Linked DNA regions of Oryctolagus cuniculus: region 2 is linked to region 1. The links are chromatin contacts, called in public Hi-C maps. All regions are on one chromosome and are shown on one strand. Each heading gives the region's core, a stretch centred on a gene start, on an enhancer-like site or on the middle of the called end of the contact. The rest is flanking DNA. Distances are from core to core; before and after follow the strand shown.

What was found. Hi-C and Micro-C count contacts between places; a contact is called where the count stands out from the background.
Region 2: a Hi-C map of an unstated tissue shows a contact between it and region 1, with 2.4 times the contacts expected there. The contact joins the enhancer-like site here to the promoter of NPFFR1 in region 1. A contact is called at or near these places in 3 of 6 Hi-C or Micro-C datasets (ear pinna, psoas muscle and an unstated tissue).

Annotation. Positions count from the first base shown.
Region 1 is chr15:61,854,618-61,860,890 of mOryCun1.1, reverse strand. NPFFR1 (neuropeptide FF receptor 1) reads left to right here and starts at 2,121. Exons shown (of 4, transcript XM_051823828.2): 1 at 2,121-2,365. The coding sequence starts at 2,344.
Region 2 is chr15:61,925,787-61,932,364 of mOryCun1.1, reverse strand. All of the region lies in intron 2 of LRRC20 (leucine rich repeat containing 20), which reads left to right. Among named protein-coding and RNA genes, the nearest start is that of LRRC20, 8.8 kb to the left of the region's middle. Within about 2 kb of position 2,659, at least 1 of the 8 cell types and tissues checked has an H3K27ac peak or open chromatin away from gene starts, as enhancers often do.

The DNA of each region.
Region 1 (6,273 bases), core at 872-3,371:
CCAGCCTTGACCTGGAAGAATGGCAGGGTGGACACCCTGCAATAAAATGGAAGGGGGCTCGGCTCTTGATGAGGGGAAATGGGCTGAATGCTTGTGTCCTCCCCACATTTCTGTCCCCTAGCGTGACTGTTCGTAGAGAAGGCTTGCAGGAGGGCTGGTGCCGCGGCTCAATAGGCTAATCCTCAGCCTGCAGCGCTGGCACACCGGGTTCTAGTCCCGGTTGCTCCTCTTCCAGTCCAGCTCTCTGCTGTGGCCCTGGAGTGCAGTGGAGGACAGCCCAGGTCCTTGGGCCCTGCACCCGCATGGGAGACCAGGAGAAGCACCTGGCTCCTGGCTTCGGATCAGCTGTGGGCAATGCGCCGGCCCACAGCGGCCTTTGGAGGGTGAACCAACAGTAAAGGAAGACCTTTCTCTCTGTCTCTCTCACTGTCCACTCTACCTGTCAAAAAAAAAAAAAAAAAGAGAGAGAGAGAGAGAGAAGGCTTGCAGGAGGTAGTTAGGTTAAACAGGGGTAGACAAGGGTAGAGAACTGCCTTTCAAATAAATTAATTTTTTAAAGTTTTTTTTTATTTGAAAGAATTACATAGAGAAAGGAGAGGCAGAGAGAGAGAGAGAGAGAGAGAGAGATCTTCCAGCCACCAGCTTACTCCCCGACTGGCCGCAATGGCTGGAAGCTGCACCAATCTGAAGCCAGGAGCCAGGAGCTTCCTCCAGGTCTCCCATGTGGGTGCAGGGGCCCAAACATTGGGCCATTCTCCACTGCCTTCACAGGCCACAGCAGAGAGCTGCATCAGAAGTGGAGCAGCCAGGACTCGAACCGGCGCCCACATGGGATGCCAGCACCGCAGGTGGTGGCCCCACCCGCTACGCCACAGCACTGGCCCCTCAAATAAGTAAATATTAAAAAAAAAAGAGGAAAGGATCAGAGAAAGGGGGTGGAGAGTGAGAGGGAAAGACTGTGCAGTGCAAAGTCCAGTGCCCCCAGAAATGACAACTCGTGTTTGTTGAGCACCTACTAGAGGCCAGGTGCTGGGTGGGTGCCTTCCATGCACGGACTGGTTGGTTAATTCTAACCAGAATGTACTGGGTTCTGTTGTCCCCGCTTTGTAGATGCAAAGAAACTGAGGCACAAAGACAGTGTAACGCTCCCAAAGCCACGCAGACAGTAAGCGGAAGTGGGGGGCGAATGCAGGATTTCCAGCACAGCGCCCTGAACGCTGCCTTCCTCCCCCGCAGTTCCAACCTGAGGATCAGAGGGACCTGAAGCGTGCAAGCCCTGCCCCGAGCGGCGATGCTGTAACAGGGAGCGAGCACTGTGCGCTGGGACTGCTCCAAGCGTAGCCACTCTTCTCATCTTCATGACAGCTCTAGGAGGTCTGCACTGTTCTTATCCCCATTTTACAGATGAAGAAACTGAGGCAGCAGCAGAAAGCCGAGCGCAACTCAGGTCTTTGTCCCGCAGAAAGGTAGACTTGAGAAGGCACCTCCTGCTTCCCGCTCTAGGCAGGCTGCCCACTGCTGGGGATTAGTGTCAGCGTCTGGCCCAGTGATGAGCTCAGAGATGCCAGCAGATCAGGACGGAGGAGCAGCTGGAGTCAGAAGCTAGGACAGAAGCTAGCAAGCGGCTTCCAACTAGAGTCCCCCGGAACAAACCCTAAACCCCGTTCGCTGGAAGTTGGGACCTCTGTTCACTGATGGTGTCCGTAGGGTGCCTGACCAGCGGGCTCCGAGCTGGTGGCCCTCGCCCAGCTTCCTCCCTCGGCCGTCCAGGGTCTTTGCAGCTTCATCTCCTGTCCCGATCAGAAAGGCCCACGTCCTGGACACCAGCGCGAGCGGCCCGGGGTCGCGCTGGGCTGGGGCAAGGGGGAGGAGTGGGGACAGAGGCCGGGTGCGGGTCCCCGGGAGAGGGGTGCGCGGGTAACGGGCGTCGTGGCCAGGGCTCCGCGGGCGGCGGGCTGTGTCCCCTGCTTTGGAGGGGCGCTCGGTCCCGCGGAAGGAGGGAGGCATGCCGGGGCGCCCTCGCTCGGCGGGCGCAGGTGTGCCGGGTTCCATGGTGACGGCGCCGCGCCAGCCCCCTCCTTCCCGCTGGCCGGGGAAGTGCGGGGCGACTAGCAGGCAGCAGAGTCCGGCGGGCAGCGGAGCGGCGTGGAGCCCGCAACCCCGGCTCCGAGGGCAGCGAGACCAGCCCGACGCAGGGGCCTGAGAGCGCACGCCTCCTGCTCGCCTCCGCCCGGCCGGGACCGAGCTGCAGGGGGCAGGGGCAGGGGCGCCCCGGGGCGCTGCTCCGCCCCCGCCCACCCCTTGCGGGTCGAGGCTCCCTCGTCGTAGACTGGCCCGCAGCGCATGGGAGCTGGCAGCATGGAGGGTGAGTGGCCCCGGGGCTGCGGGGGACACTGAGTCAGGTGCAGAGAGATAAGGGACAGGGGCAGTCGACAGCACTGTGGCCCTCGGGTGGGTGACGGGGACCCTGAGAGAGGAAGAAAGACCCAGGGGGGATTCTGTGTTCACGGTGTGTGTGTGTGTGTGTGTGTGTGTGTGTGTAGAGAGAGAGAGAGAGAGAGAGAGAGAGAGACCGAGACCTGGAGGTGACTCTGTTGAGAGAGTGGGACAGAGACACACAGAGGAAGAGACCTGGAGGTTTCTATGTCCATGGTGTCTCTCTCCCTCCCCGTCCCGTGTGTGTGTGTGTGTGTGTGTGTGTGTGTGAGAGAGAGAGAGAGAGAGAGAGAGAGAGACACCTGGGGGAGAGACCTGAGGGTATCTATGTCCATGGTGTCTCTCTCCCTCCTTGTGTGTGTGTGTGTGTGTGTGAGAGAGAGAGAGAGACAGAGACAGAGAGAGAGACAGAGAGACAGAGACACACACACAGAGAGAGAGACAGAAAGAGAGACAGAAAGAGACAGAGACACCTGGGGGAGAGACCTGGGGGTATCTATGTCCATGGTATCTCCCTCCTTGTGTGTGTGTGTGAGAGAGAGAGAGAGAGAGACCTGGGGGAGGGTCTCCACTTCCCCCTCTATGTGCACCCCCATACTTGAGCTTCCTTTCTCTGGCGAGGAGAGGGCTGTTCGTTTCGGAGGAGTGCTCCCCGACTGTGGCTGCCTGAAGGAGTGGGGGTGCGGTGGTGGTGTTCCAGAGATCTTCCTACCCAGCAGTTTCTGTCCGTGGGGAGGGGGAACAGCTATGACCTCACCCCCCCCCCCCGGGATAGTGGCCAGGCACACAGCTGTTGTTCCAGACTTGCGCGGCGGGGGTCCAGACCCCTTTCCAGGCAGTGCAGGCAGGGGGAACTCTATGTGGGCTAAGAAACCAGAGGCTGGGGGGCTGGTCCTGTGGCTTGCGGGTGTCACTGAGATGGTGGCCAAACCTCTCGGTGCCATTGCTTACTTGTCTGTTAAGCGGAGCCACTTACCTCCGGCTGGCTTCCCGGAGCAGCTGAGGGGCTAAAATGAGACATGATGTGTTGTACAAATTCACGCCAGTCAAGGGAGGCTGCCACGAGAGGTGATGAAGCCTCGGAATGCCAATAAGTAATTACAGACACTTCTGTCAAGCAAAAAGGAGTTCTATAGAAAATCCGGGGAGTCTGCACTTGTAGCTGCCACTGCGCCGGGGCTTGAAAAGCAGACACACAAAAGATGCGAGCAGGACCGCGAAGCCCCCGATGAATCTGGGAGGCTGGCAGGATCTGGAGGAAGAGGGCCCAGGGCTCTGCAGCGCCGGTGAACAGAGGCAGGGAAAATTGGCCCAGACAGCCACCGGCTTTCAGAGTCTAAAGAAAGATAACAAGAAAGCATCTACTCAGCGCTGGGGCACAGAGTGGGCAGGGCGGGCACTGGCAATTTTGTTTCAAATGGTGGCATAAAGAGCACAAGGAGGGAACTGGAGAGGCAGGATAGGTGAGTGATGGGAGGAAGCACTGAGCCACCTACAAAGACCTCCCTCTGAAAGCCCAGACGCAGAACATCCTCCGGGCGGGATGCATTTACAGATGTAATCAGTAGGAAATTACACGGAACGAAGGAAGTGCCAGAGAACTGAAGACAGGCAAAAGCCCGACTTTCAAAAAGAAATGAAAGAATAATAAAAAAAAAAAAACCTCTAAACTGCTAAAATTAATGTTGACCTCTGAAAATTCCAGGAGAAATTATGGAATGAATGGCAAGCCTTTGGGAGGCAGAGCAATCACACACTGAAGCTTCTTTCAGAGGCAGCCGCCCCGTGCACCGTGGCAGAGCAGCCTCATACGGCACACAGTCAGGGGCCATCTCGGTGTCTGGATCAAATCAATTAGATAAGTGAAACATGAAACACACCTGTGAACAGCGTGCCACGCACACACTGAAAGCTGGGCTTCCGGGTTTCATTGACATGAAAATATGCTTGCTGCCTCAGTGAGTAATAAAAACAAAGCAGACTTTAGAACACATGGGTGGAATAGCCCTCTGTGTTCAGAACTACATAGGTTTATTATTCACACACACATGTATACAAACATAGGGACACCAACACCTCCTTTCAGATTTTCCTGCCTTTTTTTTTATTTGAAAGGCAGAATTAGAGAGTGAGACACACACACACACACACACACACACAGAGCTTTCATTCATTGGTTCACTCCCCCAAATGGCCACCATGACAGGGGTTGGGCCAGGCTGAAACCAGGAGCCAGGAGCTTCTTCTGGGTCTCCCATGTGGGGGTAGGGGCCCAAGGACTTGGGCCTCCTCTGCTGCTTTCCCAGGTGAATTATCAGGGAGCTGGACTGGAAGTGAAGCAGCCAGGACTCGAACCCATGCCCGTATGGGATGCCAGTGTCACAGGCAGTGGCTTAGCCCACTATGCCACAGAGCCAGCTCCCCGATTTTCCTGCTTCTGAAAGCAGCTCCAAGATCAGCACTTGGGTGTGGACAGTTTATTTGGAAGAAGAGCCAGGAGCCAGAAAGTGAGGGAAAGAGGGGAGTGGGATGGGAAAGGGAGGAAAGGCAAGACAGGGGGCGCTAGTGCACACCCCGTGGGCCGCTGGGCATTCCCTGCTGCTGGGGGAGCGAAGTCACAGTGCGCCCAGGATCGCCCTGCGCCCCTCCCAGCTGGCGGAGGCTTGCTCCCCTCCTGCCATCTGGATCACTCGTGCCGGCAGCTTCAGAGCAGGCCAGGCAGAGAGGTCCCTTGGGTGCAGTCCTGGTGGGCACTGGAAACCCAAGGCACTGTGGCCCCCACCTCCACCCCGTCCCACCGACGCCTCCAGGCTGCAGACTGTGGCTTGCTGGGAGCCCACAGGTGGCTTAGCTCTGTACCCCGCTCAGGCGGGGACACTTGAGCGTTGCTGACTCTCTTTTCTATAGCACTCGTAACTGCTTTTATAATAAGCACATCCTTTTGTTTTCCTTTGTAAAAGCAAAATGAAAAAACATTTTCAAAAAGAAAGAAAATAATGGCATCCTCATTAGGAGGCGACATGGGTGTTCCCGAAGAACAAATCGGGCTCAGGCAACCAAATGCCCTCCTTCAGACTGTGTTTCTGAGAGGCAGGAAAATGAGTCACAACAGTTCAGCAGGATGCCCACCAATCGCTCATGCAAACCTTGTGAACCGACAGATCGCGGAGCGAGCAGGCTGGAGGCCGGACAACACGGGTTTCATTAGCGGCTGGATGGCGGCGCAGGGGTCTCTAAGAAGGAAAACGAGTGGCCTGCTTATCAGCTCTGTGGGTAGGAGCCACAGCGCTGCAAGGCAGCGGCCTCGTGATGTTAGTTTGTTTTATTCAACAGCCTGGAGAGCTGGACTGAGATGGAGAGGATGAGGCGTGAACAGAAGTGAGGTGTCAGGGCCTGGATTTGTGTCCCACCAACCAGTGGCACCCAGTTTAAATGGAGGAGATACTGTGTTTTCTAACTTCTTTTTATTTATTTATTTGACAGATAGAGTTAGACAGTGAGAAAGAGAGAGAGAGAGAGAGAAAGGTCTTCCTTCCATTGGTTCACCCCCCAGTTGGCAACTACGGCCGGAGCTATGCCGATCCAAAGCCAGGAACCAGGTGCTTTCTTCTGGTCTCCCATGCGGGTGTAGGGCCCAAGCACCTGGACCATCCTCCACTGCCTTCCCGGGCCACAGCAGAGAGCTGGACTGGAAGAGGAGCAACCGGGACTAGAACCTGGCACCCATATGGGATGCTGGTGCCGCAGGCGGAGGATTAACCAAGTGAGCCACGGCGCCAGCCCCTAACATTTTAATATTTATGTGAAAGGCAGAGTGACAGAGGAAGAGAGAGATCT
Region 2 (6,578 bases), core at 1,410-3,909, 71 kb before region 1:
CTGAGGGGAGGCAGGCTTCGGCCCACAGCCTGGCCTGGATCCCTACTCTGCTGCCTGCCACCTGGCACCTAAGCGGGGCACTGAGCCTTCCTGAGCCTCGGTTCCTCCATCGCGTCTTCTTCATCAGGGAGATGAGGAGCCATCATCCCGTCTGTAAGGGATTGGCGTGCCGGTAGTGTGGTGAATGGCAGCTCTTTGATTTTTGCCGTCCTCAAAGGCTGCAGGTGGGGCTCAGGTCTCCCTTGCATAGTGCCTCCTCCGGGTGTCCTGCAGCCAGGCCACTGCTGGGCCTGCCTCCTTTGCCTTATCGTGGGAAGCTCAGTGCATGTGATGCATTCTGCCGCCGGTCACCTACTCCCACCCTAAATGTCACGCAGGGCGGTGCCACCCAGCCCAGACCTGACCAGGGTCAGGAGCAACAGGGGAGGGAGACCTGACTTCTGATGGGAGAGTGGGGCAGGTGTTGTCAAGCTTCTGTTTCAGGAGGAGTGGCGAGGAGGCAGGTACCCAGGCAGGGGTCGGTTGGCACCTGAATTGAGAGGGAGGGAAGGATGCTGCCCAGCCTGGAAGGCCTCGTTGAGGAGTCTGGACTCCAGCCTCAGTGGCCCTGGCACTGCCAACCAAGAAGCCTCACAGGGCAGCTGGGGTTCCTGTGAATGAGGGCACCTCGGCCCAGGTGAAGTGTGCGGGGCGGCTAGAGGCGGGTGCGTGCTGCATCAGCTTCTTGGCACTGCCTGGGGACCACAACCACTGAGGACCCCAAGTCAGACCAGTGGCCACTGGCTGAGTGTCCTCAGTGCCTGGCAAGAGAGCCTGGCTTTCTCCTTACTGTGCAGTCCGACGTGGGGGTGATCGTTGGTTATTGCCACGGTGTGGCTCTGTGAAGTCTTGTCAGCTTGAGAGCCTTTTGCCATGGTGGTCTTGGCCAAAGCTTGAGAGTTTCCTGTGGAGACGCTGGGCCTTCCAGGTTAGCAGTGAACCCTAGGGGACTTTTTAACCTTGACAGTGGCCAGAGAAGAAGCAAAATTTCAGACCAGACTGCTGTGGGTGCCTGCACTCCTGACCCTTGGAAAGTGGAGCTGACCAGGCTCATCTAGGCTAAGGAAGGGGTCTAAGCAGTCAGAATGTATTGAGCACCTGCTGTGTGCAAGGTGCTGAGGGGTTCCCAGAGACATGTGCAGTGGAGTCCTGGACCCGAGACCAGCCTACCACCAATGAGATGATCACTGAGCAGTGAGTGACACCCAGGCTCTGGCTAAGCTGTGTTGTGTGGACCTACAGATTGTATTCAGAAGTGGGAGACGTTGCTGGGTGTTGAAGTAATCCAGGAAGGCTCTCTGGAGGAGGTAGAAGTTAAATTGAGACTTGAAAGACAGGTGAAGTCACTCAATATGGTTCTCTTGTGAAACAGAAAAAAATCTGAAGCAACCTAAACATCCAGCATCAGAACATTATTTAAATAATTTTCTAAAAATATTTATTTATTTGTTTGAAAGAGTTACAGAGAGGCAGAGGCAGAAGCAGGGAGAGAGAGGGAGAGATGTTCCATCTACTGGTTCACTCCCCAGATGGCTGCGATGGTTGGAGCTGGGCTGATCTGAAACCAGGAGCTAGGAGCCTCCGCTGGGTCTCCCACACAGGTGCAGGGGCCCAAGGGTTTGGGCCATCTTCTACTGCTTTCCCAGGGCATCGTAGAGAGCTGGATTGGAAGTGGAGCAGCCGGAACTGAAACTGGTGCCCATATGGGTTGTCAGCACTGCAGGCGGTAGCTTTACCTGCTACGCCACAGCGCTGGCCCCTTAAATAAATTTGTTACAGCTACATACAGTGCTGTGTGTACAGCTGTTAGCAGTGGTATGCAGCAGTTCACATCACATGCTTCAGTAAAGACTGGCACATTCTCACATATAACATGAGCTGGCAAAAAGGGTCCCAAACCGTGTGTCTTGTAACACACCAGTTAGGTTCAGTAAGTGTAAATACAAAGGAAGGAAAATAGGAGGAAATCAAGCAAGATGCCAATGGGAGCTGGAAAATTCTGTTCTGTATTTTCTGTATGTTCTGTGGTGAGTATGTTGCTCTTCAAACAGGAGAAGAAGCGATTCTAGGGAAAGAACCCCTTGCCACTACAGAAGGTAGAAATAAACAGAACCAACTCCAGCCGCTGTGCAGGCAGCCCGTTCCCTAAGCCCCTGCCCCTGGAGTGGTGCAGGTTTCCCTGGCTTGCTCCTCTTTGCGGGGTTCCCTCCACCCCACCGTGTGTGCAGCCAGGCAGCAAGGCTGCTCCAGGGCTGCAGATGTGTTGCTGCAAGGTAGAAGACCCCTGCAGAGATGGGCTGGGAGGAGCTTAATTATAGGTTGGCTCCCACCTCACTCAGGAGGTGACCTGGTGAGTGCTCCGCAGTGCATGCCAGAGCCAGAGCTGGAGCCACGCCGGGCTTGCTGCTCCTGCAACCTGAGCTGTGGGTCCCAACCCTTTCCCCTACTCCCATTCTGTTCTCTCTCAGGAAGTGGGCTCCTTCCCATCTCCCCCCTGGCAGGCCCTCTGCTGGAGTTGAAGCCGCTTCCCTCCCAGCCGCTCACCCCTCCTTAGATTCCCTCCCTTCTCTCCTCTCCTCCCTGCAGCCCCTGTCTCCCCAAGTCAGCACATTGTGAGTGTAGAGCCTCCTGCCTGTCTGGCTTCTGCGGGTCCCTGACCCTCAGCCGCCCTGAGCCAGCAGACTGAGGCCAGGCTGCTGTGTAGCTGTCTCCCTTCCAGCCAGAGGTGCCCAGATCCTCTCTGCACTTTGGAGGTGACTTGTGTGATCAGACTGCACATGAGTGGGGCTTGGAAAGGCTGGGAGCACACAGGAAGGGAGGGCGGGGTAGCTGGGATGCAGGCATTGGCACAGTGGGACACAGGAGAGACTGCTGTGGACAGGGCCTTTAAATCCGAGCCCCCGGGGGCCCCGGGCCATCATACCAGGAGCATCAGGGCTGCCTGCTGTTCTGTCTTTCAAACTCCTGTCTATTTCTGACCTCTTGGACTTGCTGCTATCAAATACCAAGCGGTGTTGTAAACACATTGCTGGTTTTGGCTCATTTGATCCTCATGACAACCCTGTGACAGAGTGACGTTGACATCCCTGTTTTACAGTTGAAGAAACAAAGATGCAAAGTGCTCTCTGTCCAGCATTTCTGTGATGTATTCCAGCTGTCCCCTCTGCCTCTGTTGTTGCCTTTGAGGTGGGAGTGTTCCTGGTTTATGGGCCCTGGCGCTAGGCTGAGTGTGTGACTTACAGGTGCAGAGCGTGGGAGAGGAAGATGACAGCTACGTGACCTGAGCACTCGAAGCTCCCTCCTCCTGCCCCAATGCTGGCCCCCCTCTGGTGCTTTCATGGAACCAGAGTTGGCCTGTTCTGTTCCCTGTAAAGGAGGAAACTAGTCAGAGGCTTGTACCTACCCTCATATCAGTGTCATTGACAGGACATGTCAGGTGGTGATGAGGAGGGGGCAATGCCCCCCTGTCTGCTCCCGTGTTACACGTGTGCCTGGAACAGTCAGTCCTGCCCTCCTGTGGGGTGGCAGCCGAACTGTGGGTCCTGGCACTGGCAGGGGCTCTGTGCCAGAGCTTTGCAGATAGAATCTCTGAGGGTGGGGTCAGGTGGTCTGCATCTCAGCAAGCCTCACACATCATTCATCCACACCTTGAACCTGCTTCCAGGTGGCCCCGTGTGACCATGGATTCAACCACCTGCAGACTCAATCAGGCTTTTTTTTTTTAATATTTATTTATTTATTTGACAGAGTTACAGAGAAAGAGAGAGAGAGAGAGAGAGAGAGATCATCCATCCATCCACTGTTTCACTCTCCAGATGGCTCCAGCTGGTGCTCATGGGATGCTGGTGTTGCAGGGTGGTGGCTGAACCACTGTGCCACAAAGCCGGCCCCTATATATTATCTTATAGGTATATAATGGTATTGTCTCATGTTGGCTTTTTAAAAAATTATTTATTTGAAAGGCAGAGAGATGGAGATAGACAGAAATCTGCATCCATGGGTTCATTTCTCAAATGCCCATAAACAACTGGGGCTGGGCCAGGATGAAGCCAGGAGCCAGGAACTTAATTTGAGTCTCTCATATACGGGTGACAGGAATTCAGCTACTTGAGCCATCACCTGCTGCGTCCCATGGTGCACTTGATTAGGACACTGGAATTGGAAGTAGAGCTGGGACTTGAACCTAGGTGCTCTACAAGGCATGCAGGCATCCCAAGTCGGATGTGCCAAATGTACCAAATATCTGCCCTTCATTTTGGTTTTAATTTACAGTTTTCTAACCAGTTATGTTGAACGTCATGTGCTTACTGGATATACATCTGCCTTTGATGAAATGTTTATTCAAATCTTTTACCTGTGGGGGCCTTAGCTGTGGTAGATGGTAAAGATGCTGCCTGCCGTGCTAACATTCCATACAGTCACTGGTTCAAGTCCCAGCTGCTTGACTTCTGGTCCAGCTCCCTGCTAATCCATCTGGGAAAACAGCAAAAGCTGGCCCAAGTATTTGGGCCCTTGAACCATGTGGGAGACATGGATGCAGCTCCTGGCTCCTGGCTTTGAAGGCCTGGCCAAGCTCTGGCTGTTGCAGGCATTTGGGGAGTGAATCAGCAGATGGAAGATCTCTGTGTCTGCCTCTGCCTCTCTCTCTCTCTCTGTAACTCTGCCTTTCAAATCAATAAACCTTTTTTAAAAATCTTTTGCCTATTTAAAATGATTGGATTTTCTTATTGAGTTTTGTATGTCTTCCTGTGTTCTGGATGCAAGGTCTTCATCATATGGTGTCTTGCTAGTGGGCACTCCAGCCTGTGTCTTGACTTTTCATCCTCTTAGCAATGTCTTTTGAGGGCAGCTGCTTTTTGTCTTGATAAAGTCCACTGTTTTCTTTCATAGCTGGTACTTTGTCTAACTCGTGCCCACCACAGCCTCCTCCTGTCAGAAGCCTTGGGGTGTTAGTTAAACATGCAGATGTATGGCTCCTTTCTAAAGCTTTTAGAGTAGAAATTCAGGGGCTGGCATGTGTTGCAGTGGGTTAAGCCCCAACTTGCTGCTGGCATCTCATAGGAATGCCATTTGGGGGGCTGGAGCTGTGGCACAGCAGGTTGACACCCTGACCTATAGCACTGGCATCCCATGTGGGTGCCTGTTTGAGACCTGGCTGTTCCATTTCTGATCCAGCTCTCTGCTATGGCCTGGGAAAGCAGTGGAGGATGGCCTGAGTGCTTGGGCCCCTGCACCCAGGGGAGGCTCAGGGGAGGCTCCTGGCTCCTGGCTTCAGATTAGCACAGCTCCAGCCATTGCGGCCTATTGGGGATGGGCCAATGGATGGAGGACCCCCCTCTCTCTGCCTCTCCTCTCTCTGTGTAACTCTGACTTTCAAATAAATAAATAAATCTTAAAAAAAAAAAAAAAGGAACACCAGTTGGCATTCTGGCTGCCCCACTTCTGATCCAGCTCCCTGGGAATGAGCCTGGGAAAGCAGAAGGTGACCTCCACCCACATGGGAGACCTGGGTGGAATTCCAGGTTCTTGACTTTGTCCTGGCCCAGCCCTGGCTGTGGCTGCCATCTGGGGAGTAAACCAGATACAGGTCTCTCTTTCTCTGTCTCTCTGTCCGTCTTTCTGTATAACTCTGCCTTTCAAATATATATGTGAATGAATACATATATACACGTATACATATACATATATAGTACGCTGTGTATTTTTAGAAAGTAGAACCGCAGGGGGAGGGCAGTGATCTGCATTTTGACATGAACCTTTTTGCTTTCCCCCGCCTGGAGTTCTGGGAGTCACTGCTTGTTGTTTACAGTTCGGCGCTTTCTTCTCCTGATGGCTTAAGGTGGGGGTGTGCTGGGCAGAGCCATTGCTGGGGCAGACCTTGAACCTACTCAGGTTCAACCTGAGCCTCTGGACTGGCAGCTGCGACTCAGAGAAGGCACCTGTCTGCCTACCTCCTCCCCTGCTCCCAGGCTCACTTGGCTTCTTCCGTCCTCACCAGCAGGTGGCACCCTGTCACCGGCTGAGCAGGACCTGGCCAGGCTGTTTCTGGGTGCTAGGTCCTGACTGGGGTTTCCATTCCTGGCCAGCTCACTGCCTCTACTATATTTCTGTTTGACATCTACGAGGATGTGATCTCACAGTCCCTGTCTTAAACTAGGGCAGCCTTCATCCACTTTTCTCTGTTAAAAAAGTATGTGCATGTAAGAAAGTGCATGAAACCACATGGCACAGTGCAGACACCTACCTGAGTTATGTGCAATAGAAGTACTTATATACGGGGCCAGCGCTGTGGTACAATAGGTTATTCCTCCACCTGCGGCACCGGCATCTCATATGGGTGCTGGTTCTAGTCCCGGCTGCTTCTTTTCCGATCCTGCTCTCTGCTGTAGCCTGGGAAAGCAGTAGAAGATGGCCCAAATGCTTGGGCCCCTGCACCCAGCTCCTGGCTTTAGATTGGCTCAGCTTTGGCCATTACAGCCATTTGGGGAGTGAACCAGCAGATGGAAGACCTTTCTATCTCCCTCTCACTGTCTGTAACT